2 separate regions of the Macaca mulatta genome follow, and region 1 is linked to region 2. Evidence: chromatin contacts called from public Hi-C data. All regions are on one chromosome and are shown on one strand. The core of a region is the stretch at or near the end of the contact, and the rest is flanking DNA. Distances in the headings are between cores, read along the strand shown. Region 1 holds the start of BCL6B (BCL6B transcription repressor). Region 2 holds the start of TEKT1 (tektin 1).

Evidence for each region. A called contact is a pair of places that touch in the nucleus more often than the background predicts.
Region 1: a Hi-C map of fetal cortical plate shows a contact between it and region 2, with 1.6 times the contacts expected there. The contact joins the promoter of BCL6B here to the promoter of TEKT1 in region 2. A contact is called at or near these places in 2 of 14 Hi-C or Micro-C datasets (fetal cortex germinal zone and fetal cortical plate).

What each region holds. Positions count from the first base shown.
Region 1 is chr16:8,493,029-8,500,106 of T2T-MMU8v2.0, forward strand. It overlaps BCL6B (BCL6B transcription repressor), which reads left to right and starts at 5,616. Exons shown (of 9, transcript XM_001105202.5): 1 at 5,616-5,788; 2 at 6,350-6,540; 3 at 6,771-6,992. The coding sequence starts at 6,362. It overlaps C16H17orf49 (chromosome 16 C17orf49 homolog), which reads left to right. Exons shown (of 6, transcript NM_001194282.1): 6 at 1-211. The coding sequence ends at 8. MIR195 (microRNA mir-195) reads right to left here and starts at 388; the gene lies at 302-388. It overlaps MIR497 (microRNA mir-497), which reads right to left and starts at 710; the gene lies at 599-710. It also overlaps LOC106993873.
Region 2 is chr16:8,296,889-8,304,093 of T2T-MMU8v2.0, forward strand. TEKT1 (tektin 1) reads right to left here and starts at 3,591. Exons shown (of 8, transcript XM_015118409.3): 1 at 3,019-3,591; 2 at 1,621-1,844. The coding sequence starts at 1,810.

The DNA of each region.
Region 1 (7,078 bases), core at 4,366-6,865, 200 kb after region 2:
CCTGCTGAGCCTTCCACCTCTGACCTCTCACTGTTCACGCTGGACCTGTGGATCTCCTGGGACTCCGAGCAAGGCCTGCACGAGAGAGGGCTGAAAGGCTGCTGGGGCTGCCACCTCGCTGTGCCCGCATAAGCATCTGCCCCCGACCCCCTTGACCTTCATCTGATGGACATTTTTATACAGAAAACAATAAAGATTTCCCTCTCAGCTTCGTGCTGTCTGCTTAACATTATTAGCAGGAGAGGGCTGTTCCCTCTTCTCTCCTCGGCCCGTGGGGGCTCAGCCCCTCCTCGGTAGTTTTCACCACCCTGCCTGGAGCAGCACAGCCAATATTGGCAGACTTGCTTCCCTGTGCCAATATTTCTGTGCTGCTAGAGCCAGGGAAGCTGGGTGTGGGTAACAAAGACCCCACTTTGTTCTCTTGAGGCAGAACGTGCTCCCAGGGTCTCTGGCCGTCAGTATTCTTGAAACTCTCCTGGAGATTTTAGAGGGGTGCTTACATACCCCACCCTCTCCTTCCCCACCTGGCAAGAAGTTTGTCACAAGGCCCCAGATGTTTTTTTGTGTCACTTCTCCAGGATGGCCTCCCAGGGCCAAGCCTCGGCGGTGCCTCCCCCACCCTCGCTCTAACACCACAGTGTGGTTTGGACGTGGCCACAGTGCCGTACAAACCACAGTGTGCTGCTGGGGCGGGAGCAGGACCGGGGTGGGCTGAGAGGAAGAGAGCACACAGCAGTGCCGGGAAGACCCCAGCACCGCCTCCAGGAGCGGGGGGATAGAGAAGCCTTAAAAGGCAAACATGGCCCCCAAAAACGTTTGGGAGGAACCAGGGACGGACTGAGCAGGCAACTGGAAGGTGATGGACCACAGGGATGAGCTCATAGTATAGGAAGACTGGACCATCTTCCCTTTGTAGGAACTCAGCTCAGGGGATCCCTAGGGTGGGGTCAGAGGCAAAAGAAATAGGCAATGACTGGGGGGACCAACACACTGCCTCCTGTCTCAGCAAGGGCAGGGACCCAAGGTTTCCTGTGTCCGTCCTTCCTCTCCCGGGGTCAGAACCCAAGAGAAAAGCAAGGAGAGACAGAGGGCCAAGGCCAGCAGGGTTGGGAGTTGGCAGTCCAGAGGTGGTGGGGCCGGAACATGGCTGGGAGAGGGGGGCCGGAAGTCGCCCTGGGCCCTGGGCCTGCCACAAGATGGAGGCCAAAGGCAGGAAATGGAGACCAGGGGGAAGGGGAGCAGCAGAGACCAGGAAGAGGGCCATCTGGACCTGGGGGGCCAGGTATTCAACCCCCAGTGCTGTTCCCACTCCCCAGGGCCCCCCAGGACCCGAGCTGGCCCCCACAGCCACGTCCATCAGTCCATCCACCAGGCCAGGGCAGGCGGGCCCACCCCAGGGAGCCACGTTTAAGCTGAGACAAACATGGCTCTCCCCACCCCCAACTCCAGGCCTTCCCTCAGCCCTTTCCTCCTGTCCAAGACTTGATTTTTTAAAAATACCCCTCGGAAAGCAAAATCCAAGGACCAAAATCCCTTCTGCAAATCAAAATATGACCCTCTAAAATCCAGAAGTTATCTTCTCATATCCCATCGCATCTTTTACCACCCCCTCTTCCGACACACCCCCCAAAACTCTTAGCAATCTGAAAGATCTAAGGTGGTGTATGTAAGCAGTCTTTTTAGGCCCCCGAAGATGCCAGAGCCCTCCCGGACACCCCTATCTGTCCTCCATCAAATCTTGCCAAGGCCGCCTGCTCCTCCACCACCCTCCATAGCCCCCAAGCTAACAGTTGCCCCCAGCTCCCACCTCGGCAGAGCCTTTGTGGGGGGTGAAAGAGAAATTAAACACTATCCTAACGGCTGGGGATGTTGGGGGGCTCTCTGGTCTCAGCCTTTGGTTTCCGTCTGGGGGACTGCAGTTTAGGGGTGTAAGAGAAAGCCTCTCCAATCATCCCCCCAATTCCAAGACTGACAAAGCCAACCCCACCCCAGCACGCACCTCCAAACCTCCCCCCCAACCGCCACGTCTCTCCTGAAAACAGAGGACACTTCCCTCCCCACTTACCTCAGCTACTCTCCCCTGAGATCCTGGTCCCCTATTTTGAAAAGAGCAAAATTTAGGGTGCATCCCTCACATTTGGGGTGCAGGAGAAAGGAACCGCCCCAGTCGCATCGCTGGCCTCCTTCCTCTCGGCTGGCTCAGGGACTGGGGAGTGCCCTGGGGAGGGGGCACCCCCACAAGAGAGCTCAGGAGGGGTTCCTCCACTCCCAGTCAGAATTGGGGACACCCCCCCAAAACCCGTCCCAGCCCATCCGTCTCCAACTCGGCGGGAGAGGCAGCTGCAATGCCCCAGTCAGATTCACCCAACACTACATTCCTCACCCCATCTAGAGGGGTCCCAGGGTCCCCAAAAAATCCCAAAAAAATCTAGGATGTTGGGAGAACGGTCCTGGACTAGCTCCCCAAATTTGGGGTCCTCAGATACCCCCGTTTTTTCAGGAAAATTCCGTCTTTTGCCTGCCTCCCGCCAGCCCTGCTCTGTCCCGATGCCAATTTTGGAAGTCACTCCCTCCTTCCTCCTCCCCGTCTCTCCAGGCCCCCCCCACCGCTCGGGGGCTAGGGTCCAGGACACCTGGCTTCCAGACCGGGGGGAAGCACTCCTCAAAGGGCTAGGGGCCAGGAGGTCAAGCTCATTGCCCCTGTCTTAAGGAAGCAGGAAAGCCCGTTCCTCCCTTCCCCTCCCCCCTGGCTGGTCTCCGTGGTGGTTTAGGAAAGCCTGGAGGATTGGAATCTGCCATTGCTGTTGCACAGGCAGTTTTTTTTTCTTGGGTTGGGGGGGTGGGCGGTGGGAGGGAGAGAGGGGAGGAGAGCCGAAGAGAGAAGGGACCCAGGCGCGAAGAGCTGGCCTGGCTTACCCTGTAGCCCCGGCTGCCGTGGGGAACCCCTCCCCCCCATCTCACCCACACTCTCAGTCCTCTGTCTGCTTTCTGTTTGGGGCTCATCCTAGAAAATCAGGGTACAAGAATCACCTCCTTGTACCCCACCAGCACCCCTCCTTGCCACACTTCCAACAGCACTGCCCTCGTCAGGGGTGTCCACTTTGTGAAGGGACACCCCGTTTTCCTCCAACTTCCCCCAAACTAAGGGGTGTTCCCTTAAGAAATTGGGATTCAGAGCCTGAAACCGCCTTTTCTCCCTCACTTCTCCCTCAAGCCACATAATAGTAAAAGGAGATACCACACCCTTTCCAAGTTTCTCCCTTCAAATCCTGGGCTTATTTGGGGGTTCACTAAAGAAACTTCTCAAATCTGGGGTGAGAGGGTACTATAAGCAAAAGACATCCCAAACCAGGGTCCCAATTACGTGAACCCCCAAATCAGTCTCACCTTATGATTATCCCTTAGCTTCACCAAAAGCATCCAGAGTGACAAAACACCCCCAAAATAAGGACACCCCAGAACTTTAGTCTCCTGTCCTCGCGGCCCTCACCTTGTTTCTCCCCCAGGGAAAAAGCTTCTTGGGTATCCATAGATACACTGGAATACCCCACGTCTTTCCACTTTGTGGAACATGAGTTTCCACAAGACCCAAATACAAAAGTTTGCTCCCCCCTCCCCAGACCCCCAATCACAGATAGCCTCGAACTTGCTCCCAGCTTCCTATAATGTTCCACCTCAAACTAATTTTTAAAACTCCAAATTGAACTTCTTATCCCCCAAATCTAATCTGAGCCTTGAAACGTAGATGGCACCCCAAAATAGACTGCACCCCCAAATCGGCATGAGTACTTTGGTTCTGCTGATAGTCCAAAATGACACAGATGAGCACAATCTCCAAATTGTGGGTGTCAGAACCCGCAGAACTAATGTAGCTTCAAAGTCAGCCCCATACCTGAAACTTACCATATAGGCCTCAAAGGCTGAATGCAGCCACCGGTGCTCACAATCAAATCAACACCCCATAATAAACAGGCACCCCACAACTGACCAAATAATACTCCATCCTGATGCCAAAGGGAGCCCTTAGTCTAATTCTCATCTCCAGGCTGGGCAGAGACCTAAATAACCCTCACATGTCAAAGCCACCTCATCGTCACCTCATCGTCCTGAATTTCCCAATTCCCGGTTTCTCAGCTGTTCTTTCATGCATTCAAATAAAGACACACTCCGGTCTGAAGGCGAGGGCCCCCGGCCTGATATCTAGCCTCATGGACCATGGCCGGTCAATCCTGGCCGACTGTACACTCTTCCCAGCCCAAATCCGGGGAGCTTCTGCCTTGCAGCTGGATTCAGCTCTAGCACCCCTTCTCCAAATGAGCTTTGCCTTGCCTCCCCGCAATGTCTCCCGAAACAAAATATGAGGGTGTGATCCATGCCCATCTCTCAGATCAGGGACTTCAAATTAGGGTTGTTAAGCCCCCTCCTGCCCTCTCTCCCTTCTCCTCGTTTTCCCTTCTCTTGTTTACCCCACCCAATTTTAATATTAATGTGCAATTAAAAGTCACCTCCAAAGACATCTGGGTAGCAGTGTCTAGCTTAATTCGAAAAGAAACCCGGAGTTCCCAGGCTCAGGTCCCCCTTCTTGTCGCACCCATTCCCCTGGCTCCTGAAGCCCACGATTTCTCACCTCAGGTAGGAACCCCAGCCTGAGGAGAAAGTCCCCTCGGTCCCCTAACTCTAGCTCCCTCCGCCCAACCCTAGTCCCCTCCTAGGAGACAGAGGTGCAAAATAAACCCGCGCAAACGGGAGGAGGCTAAAGGTTTCAGCCGCCCAGACCGAATGGATCCTGCGCCCGGGTCTGAGCGCACCCCCGGCCGGGTGGAGACGAGGGGCGAGGCGAGGCCAGTGCTCGGCCGCCCCCTCGTGGAAGGAGCCGCACATTGCAGAGCCTTGCCTACTTGCCGCGCTGGACCCCGGCGTCCCGCCAGCCTTCAAGCGTAGCCGACGGGCGGGTGCCCGAGGCCCTCCTGAGCTGGGATTGGGGGAAAGCGAGCGGGCTTTGGGCGGGAGTCCGTCTCTCTGGATCCCTACAAGGACTCAGAAGAGAGTCGGGAGCAAGATAGGCCGGACGCCTGGGTCTCCCGAGCGTCTCTCGCCCCTCCACCCCCACCTCGGGGCTTTCCCCACCTCCTCGAGGGGAAGCAGCTGGCGGAGCCGTCCGGTCGCAGGACAATGGAAGGAAACCGACTAGAAATCATATCCGCCCTCTCCCTACCCCGCCCGGCCAGAGCCCCCCTTTTTGTAGGCCCGGGTACAGGAGCCTGTCATTCACACCACACCCTCCCCCGTCTGAGACCCCACAGGAGCCCACTGTCGTCTGCCCAAACCTGCTTTCTCGTTGGGATCCCCCTTTTCTCCCTTAACACAGTACAAGAAGGGGAGAGGGGGTGCCGTATGCACTTTGCTCCTGGCAAACCCTCCCAAAAGCCAAAACACCAATTTTCACTGGCCCAGGCCTTCCGACGACTCAGACTCCCGTATTTCCAACCTCGATATCCCTAACCTCCTCCCCAATTCCAATATCCCCGTCCTCGTGTCCACTTGCAGTGACCCAAGACCCCCTACGTTACGACCACCCCTTGTTTCTGAGGTCCCGCCCTCGAGACGGAGACCCCGCCCTGGGCTCGCCATCTGGAGAGCGAGGGAGGAAGGAAGGATACAGACCCAGGCGTTCACCCCACCTCCACCCCCGCCCCCGACATCCCGGCCAGATAAAGGAGCCCAGGCCAAGAGGGGAGAGAGACCCCGCCCCCCTTAAGAAGAGAAGACGGGCCCCTGCAGGACGGGGGTAAGAACAAGAGACTGAGGGAGCCAGACTCCTGGGTCCCCCAAGAGGGTTGGAGCTCGTGTGGAGCTTGCCATCAGCAAGCCTGAGCCCCAGAAACTGGGCTAAGCTAGGGATCTGGGGACTAGATAGGAGTCGCAGAATTCCGTAGTTCGGGGGAGAGAGCCTCGGCTGGGGTTTGGAGGTGTGTGGACGGCAGGCCGTCAGATCTCTAGGCAGGGTCGGACACCTGAGACACAGGCGGGCAGAAGGGAGTGGCGGTGCTGGAGGGGCACTGGGAGTCGAACCCAGGGCGATGGGCGCGGGATTCCCCACGCTCGCCAACGACGCAGCGGTGTGGAACCTTCAGCTGGCTCCAAGCGCTGTGGGATCTGGAAGAGGCAAGGGAGCGAGGGTGTCGTAGAGGGTATAATGAACAAGAAGAATTAGGAGGGAGGCTGCGTGTGCCGGGGCTAGGGGCTGGAGGCCCTGGCTCTAGCTGCACCACGGAAGGAAAAGGCAAACAGAGGAGGGAAGGCGTCTTAGAACTGCCTGGATCCAGAGCACTTTCCACGGCCTCTACAGGCCTGCGTCGCTATGGGTTCCCCCGCCGCCCCGGAGGGAGCGCTGGGCTACGTCCGCGAGTTCACTCGCCACTCCTCCGACGTGCTGGGCAACCTCAACGAGCTGCGCCTGCGCGGGATCCTCACTGACGTCACGCTGCTGGTTGGCGGGCAACCCCTCAGGGCACACAAGGCAGTTCTCATAGCCTGCAGGTTCGAGGGGTGGGGCAGGGGCGGGGCCAAATGGGAAAGGGGTGGGACCACAGGGCCTTTGAAAGGGAATCCGAAGCCAAGTCTTTCAGAAGCAGGAGGAGGAGCGTCCGAGAATTGGGGGCGGGGTGATAGTGAGGAGGCGGGACTTTTCAGGGGGCGGGGCTTCCTAAAGCGGCGCGTGTCTCCCTTGGTTCCCCAGCCCCTAAGGGACCTATCTGCTCTCTCTCCAGTGGCTTCTTTTACTCAATTTTCCGGGGCCGTGCGGGAGTCGGGGTGGACGTGCTCTCTCTGCCCGGGGGTCCCGAAGCGAGAGGCTTCGCCCCCCTACTGGACTTCATGTACACTTCCCGCCTGCGCCTCTCTCCGGCCACTGCACCTGCAGTCCTTGCGGCCGCCACCTATTTGCAGATGGAGCACGTGGTCCAGGCATGCCACCGCTTCATCCAGGCCAGGTGAGGGACCCCGGCTCAGCGTTCTCTGTGGGTGAGGTATTAAGGGCAGAGGCAGAGATTAGGCAATGGCACTAACGTTCATCACA
Region 2 (7,205 bases), core at 2,341-4,840:
AGTTGGTGACCCCTGGTTAATCCCTTTTTGGCATTTATGAGATATTGGTTGTTTGTTTTGTTTTATGTTTATTTTTGTTTTGATTATTTAAGGACACTATCTTTTGTTTTAATGTGCTTTCCTGAGATCTTTGCTAAAGAACACTACCTTTTAAATACTGTGTTAGGCCAGGTACAGTGGCTCGCGCCTGTAATCCCAGCACTTTGGGAGGCCGAGGCAGGTGGATCACCTGAGGTCAGGAGTTCAAGACCAGCCTGGCCAACATGGTGAAACTCCATCTGTACTGAAAATACAAAAATTAGCCAGGTGTGATGGCGTATGTCTGTAATCCCAGCTACTCGGGAGGCTGAGGCAGGAGAAGCTCTTGAACCTGGAAGGCAGAGATTGCAGTGAGCTGAGATTGTGCCACTGTACTCTGGCCTGGGTGATGCAGCGAGACTCTGTCTCAAGAAATTTAAATAAATATAAATAAGTACTGTTTTAAGTAAGGAATTGTCAAGAGGAAATGACTCTTCTTTTAAGACTCAAGTAAATGTTCTTCTCTAGAAAAACTTTTCCAGTGTTTCATGTCTACTCCACCCCTGTCTTTGTTCCCCCACCCCAGCACCTATCTGGTTATACAATTGTCCCTTGGTATCCTCGGAGGATTTGTTCCAGAGTCCTTGACAGATACCAAAATCCATGGATGCTCAAGTCTTTTATACAAAATGGTGTAGTGTTTGCATTTAACCTATGCACATCCTCCCATGTACTTTCCTTTTCTCTTTTCCTTCTTTCTTCCTTCTTTCTTTTTCTTTCTTTCTTTCTTTCTTTCTTTCTTTCTTTCTTTCTTTCTCTCTCTCTCTCTCTCTCTCCCTCCCTCCCTCCCTCCCTCCCTTCCTTCCTTCCTTCCTTTCTTCCTTTCTTCCTTTCTTTCTCTCTTTCTCTCTTTCTTTCTTCTTTTCTTTTTCTATTTTTTTTAAGAAACAGGGTCTTGCTGTATCACCCAGGGTGGGCTCTAACTGCTGGACTCACGCGATCCTACTGCCTCAGCCCTCCAAGTAGCTAGGACTCCCAGCAGCTGCTACCACACCCAGCCAGTATACTTTAAATCATCTCCAGCTTACTTATAATACCTAATACAATGCAAACACTATGTAAATAGTTGTTGAACTGTATTGTTTCTATATGTATTTTTAATTGTTGTATTGTTATCTTTTATTGGTTTTTTTCCTAAGTATTTTGGACCTACAATTGGCTGAACCCATGGATACGAAGTGCTGACTGTATTCTGATGATTAATTTTTTTGTCTTTATCCTCTTCAAGCTAAAAGCCCCTACAAAGCAGAGATTCTGATCATTCCCTGTGATATGCCTCATGTGTAGTATATAGATGCCCATAGATGCTCAATAACTGTGCATCAAATCAACAAATAAATGAATGATGGGTGGCTGAAAATCAGACTGGGTTACCTTGTGTCTATCTTAGGGCAGTGAACTTAAACATAGAATCTGGGGAATACACTCGATTTTCTCTAATACTCAAGAATAATACGTTGCCACACCTGAACATGACACTATAGCTAAGCTCATCAGCCTCATCCTAGCATGTTCGCGAATATGCCAAGCATGTTTTCTTACCTAGTTTCTTGTTCACATCACTTTGAGATTTTCTTGTAGTCTTTCCAATTTCATCCACAAGCCTCTGGCTTTCTGCGACCAGGCGTTCCGATCGGGACCTTTGGGCATCTGCTCTGTGGTACTGGTTCTTGTTAGCAATGTGCCACTCTGAGGGCAGGAACTTGGGCGGAGGTTGTAATAGTTTAGCCATTTGAGGTTTCCAAAGTCCGGATCAGAGGTAGACTCTTTTAGATTAAATGAAAGCAATTTGTCCTTTTTATGTCAATTTTTATTAAAGCATGACATACATATGGAAAGTTGAATAAATCATGATCTGTACACAAAATGAATCCACCTGTGTAGCTGGCACCCAAACCAAGAAACAAGCATTACCGGCATCTCTAACCTCTTCCCAGCAACTCCACCTCAAGCCCCTCAGGGTAACCAGTATCCTGACTTTTAACACTACAAATTCGTTTTGCTGTTTTTGAATTTAACATAAATGGAATCATACTGTGTGTATTATTTTGTATCTGACTGCTTTAGCTCAACATTAGAATTGCGAGGTCGTGGAGTAATGTTCTGCCAAACAGATGAACCCAGACATGTTTTCTAGGAGAAGAAGAGGAAGAAGAAGAGGAAGAGGAAGAGGAAGAAGAAGAAGAAGAAGAGGAAGAGGAGGAGGAGGAGGAGGAAGAATAGGAGGAGAAAGAGGAGGAGGAGGAGAAGGAGGAGGAGGAGAAAGAGAAGGAGGAGGAGAAGGAGAAGGAGGAGGAGGAGGAAGAGGAGGCGGAGGAAGAAGAAGAAGAGGAAGAGGAAGAAGAAGAAATGTGACGTGTAAACTGACAACTGGGTATCGAACCTGTTCAACACGTAAAAGAATCTAAAAACTTCCAGGACAAAGGAAAGGAGAGGACAGGAAGGGGAACAACACAGGGGAAGCCAGCTGGCAGAAGCTGTCGGCAATGGAAACACTAAAATTACCCACTTCATCTCCATACAACTCTGATGGACCGTGAGAACTGTCTTCCTCAGATAGGGCTGAAATCTGCCCCCAATTCCAACTCTACCTCAAAGTCTGAGCCGCTGCTTTTAGGGGCCTCTGGATCTCTGAAGCCTTCACATATGTAAGGATGAAACTAGAGTCAGATCTTGACCAGGCTGAGAACCGCAGCCCACCCAGCCCCCTCAGACAACATGGAGTTTCTCCATTTCTTCCTAGTCCAGTCCCTTTTATGACTTCTACCAAATTTATCTGAGTGTGGAGCCCAGCATTTAACCCAAGACTCCTGGATAAGTCTGAGTAGTCCTCAGAGAGGTGGGGACCTAAATTAGGGCTCATCCCCACGCCATGAGGATTTGGTTAGGCGGGGAGGGTTGCGGGTGGGGGTCGGTGGGATAGGGTCAAGGTTTACTTACCTCAGCGCCACACAGAACCACTTCGCAAGCTCGGGATGGGAGCCTCCTTACCCTAAATGGAGCTTCCAGCTCTTGCAGAACAAAGAGGTAAACATCGCGGTCTCCATGACAACAAGTGACGCGTTGCCAGGGCAAAGAGGGCGGGTTCCGCCCGGAGCAGCCTTGCCTCAGTGGCTTGGCGCAGGCGCAAATTCTGCGGACTCCAGAGCCAGAGACCCGGGAGTGTGGCGTGTGAGAAGGGTAAGGCCAGATGCTGCGGCCACCTCAACCTACCGCGAAGACGCGGGTCACCAAGCAGAATACAGCAGCCAAAGCCCCGAGCTGGGAGTCAGGAGACCTGCGTCCAGTCCGGGCCCTCCCGCAGGCCGAATCATCTCGGGTCGCGCTGTACCCCGGGTCTCGGACTCCCCGGGTATACAGTGGGGTTGGGCTGAGTGATGCCTCCAGGCCCTCGCAGTGGCAGGTGAAATTGAGGGTTAAAAATCAGGAAAGCAAGTTGATGGATTATGTAAGCTCCAATGAGTTTCCTCCAGCGTTTGTATAGGTCTGTTACCACCACTGGCTTATTTCTGCGTGGGACGCCCGATAGGGCACTCCCTGAGGGTAGGTGTGAGTAGGACGCCTTCAGACAAACACTCCAGAAGTCACTCTACATCCACTAGGAGATGGAAAATATGGGAGAAAAATTAAATCAGAGGGGATAGGTCCAGAAGATTTAATATTTGTCAAGTAGGACTTCCAGAAGGAAAGAAAAAAAAATGGCAAAACAATTATGAAGGTGAGAGACATAACCTGAGCTGAAGACTCAAGTCTTTAGATTAATGACCCAAGGCCGGGCGCGGTGTCTCACGCCTGTAATCCCAGCACTTTGGGAAGCCCAGGAGGGCGGATCACGAGGTCAGGAGATAGAGACCATCCTGGAAAACATGATGAAACCCTGTCTCTAATTTAAAAAATACAAAAAATTAGCCAGGCATGGTGGTGGGCAGCTGTAGTCCCAGCTACTCGGGAGGCTGAGGCAGGAGAATAGCGTGAACCTGGAAGGCGGAGCTTGCAGTGAGCTGAGATTGCGCCATTGCACCTCCAGCCTGGGCGGCAGAGCCAGAAAAAAAAAAAAAAAAAAGATTAACGACCCACCTGAAATTAACACACACACGCCCACTCCTTACTTATAGTCCTCCCTGTGGATTATACATATAATCCATATAGTGATTAGCTCCAGGATCCCTCTCAGATACCACAATCTGCAGATTCTCAAGTCTCTTATATAAAGTGCTGTAGTATTTGTATATAACCTATGCATATCCCTAGATAGACATACTTTACATCATCTCTAGATTGCTGCAATACCAAATACAATGTCTAATACAATACTTAATACACTGCCTAATGCAATACATAATACAATACCTAAACCAATGCCTAATACCTAATACAATACCTAATAGAATGCCTACTACCTAATACAGTACCTAATACAATATCTAATACAATGTCTAATACAATACTCAATGCAATATCTAATACATTATACAACATCTAATACCTAATATAATACCTAATACAATGCCTAATACAATGTCTAATACATACTTAATACAATGCCTAACAATGCCTACTCGTCACTTCATTCGCATGGATTCAACACAGCACTCAGAGCGCAACAAATTCAAGTTTTGCTTTTTGGAACTTTGTGGAATTTTTTTCCTGAATATTTTTGATTTGCGTGTGATTGCATCCAAGGATGTAGAATCCATGGATATGAAGGGCCAACTTTATATTTATACCTATTCTGGTGGAATTTCTTAATTCAAAGAACAGGGAGAAAAAGAAAGAATAGGTATCAAGCGTTTCATCTCTAACACAGGTTGCTAGAAATGATGGTTGCTAGAAATGATGCTAGAATAATGCCTTCAAAATTCTATAGAAAATTATTTCCAATCTGGGATTCTACAACCACTCAAAGCATTTCATGTATGAGAGCAAAATGAGGACTTCTTTGGACATGCCAGTACTCAAAACGGTGAGCTGTACATTCTTTATGGAAAAAAAAAATAGAGCAAAAGTGAAAAATCCAGAAAGAAGAAGACATTGGATATTTGGATATAAGACATAGTGGAATCGACCCAGCTGTGTGCTGAAAACAAGGCTCAGTGTAATAGCTGTAGAACTAAAAAGCAATCAGTCCAAATTACAACTAAAAGTCCAAAGAAGTTTTGAAGAACATCTTTAAGCGGAGTTTTACAAACTATGATTCATAACCCAGAAGTATAACCACGTGGGGAGTTGAAATTATGTCTCTTCTGATCGATAAAAAGTAGATAAACGATGTCAGGCTCCATGCTGCATGCCTGAAGTGCCGTCACTTGGGATGCCTGGGAGGGATGGCTTGAGCTCAGGAGTTTAAGACTGCAGTGAGCTCTGATCACACCACTGTACTCCAACTTGGGTGACACAGATCCCTGTCTATTAAAATGTTTTTTAATTTTTATGAGTTAAAAAATACACAAATACAAATTCTGAGAAAAGTTAAAAGCTGCACAAGGGCCGGGCATGGTGGCTCACACCTGTCATCTTGGCACTTTCGGAGGCCAAGGCGGGAGGATTGCTTGAGATCAGAAGTTCAAGACCGGATTGGGCAACATGGTAAGACCCTGTCTCTAAAAACCTAAAAATAAATAAAAAATAAAAACCTGCAGAAGAAAGTTATAAGTAGGAAGAACATTAAATTTTGATGTCATTTTCAGAATAGTATATGAAATACAAGAGATGGTGCCAAAAGTCACCATGCCCTTCATGATCATCCCAGCTGAACTCATTCATTCTCTGAACTCATTCATTCTCTGAACTCATTCATTCTCTGAACTCATTCATTGATTTGTTCCACAAAGATTTGTTGACCACTCTCTGAACTCGTTCTCTGAAATCACTCATTCATTAATTTGTCCACATACCTATTGAACATCTATGAAGTATCAAGACCTGTGCTAGACACTAAGGATAGATGAAGATAAAACACAGTCTCTGCCTTCTGTGGAGATTACAGATGCACAGCTGTTGACACAGCTGTTCGATTCTACATCTAGGGATTTATCCTACAGATACATCTGCACATGTGCAAAATGATGTAACTGTGTGGAAAAAGTTATTCATTGCAAAGTTGTTCTTAGTAGGAAAAAATTTAAATATCCCAAATGTCCACCAAGAGGAGACTGGTTAAATACATTATGAAACAGTCATAGAGTATTTTTTACTGTAAAATATATAATTAGAAATCTTTTTTACATCTCTTTGATATGGCGTGACCAACAAGATATATTAAATGAAAAAAGCAAGGTTCCGAGGAATCATACATATAATATTTTACCATTGTGATGATAGAAAATGGTAGAATGTAATTGTTTGTGTACCCATAGAATTTCTCCAGACAGATACATAAGAAACTGGTAACACTGGTTGCTGGAAAGAGATCTGGATGGCTGGGATGTGGAGGGGAAAGGAGACTTTACTGAATAATCTTCTGCCTTTTGAGAGTTGTACAATACATTATCTCTTTTAAAAGAATATAAAAATGCAGAAACTCTATAATAAATGATTTAAGTAAACAAATGACACAAATAGGGCAGCTGCTAAAAGAGCAGGAGGTGTGAGAGCATTGAGACAGAGCTAACTAGTCATTTTGAAACCAGAAGAATTCGGAGGGAAATGAACAGAGGCAGTATGTCTAGGAGACGACACACTTAGCCAGGGGCCTGAAGACTGGCTTCCAGCTCAGATCTCACCACGGATGAGCCTCAGGTTTCCCATCCATGATAAATCTGTCATGCTCTCCTGAGCATTTTATGGATGCAAAAGTGCTACCCAAACGTCAGATCTTATTCACTTCCCAAACATCAGATCTTACTCACTTCTTGTTTAACTTTCATACAGTGGCCACTATGACCCTTGACCTCTGTTTTGCTAGCACTGCCAGTGGTATTGGAATCCGTGTCAACTTCCTCACTGAACTGCACCTGGATAAGGGGGAAAAACTTCCCTCATATGAGGGTATTGGTAAGATGTGAATTGTTTTCCATCTTCAGTTTCACTGTGGAACAGTGAGTTCATTGATAACAGTGAGTTCATTGATAAGAACCAGCCTTTTATTCTCGCTACGCCTTATAATAAGTATCAATATCACAGGCCAT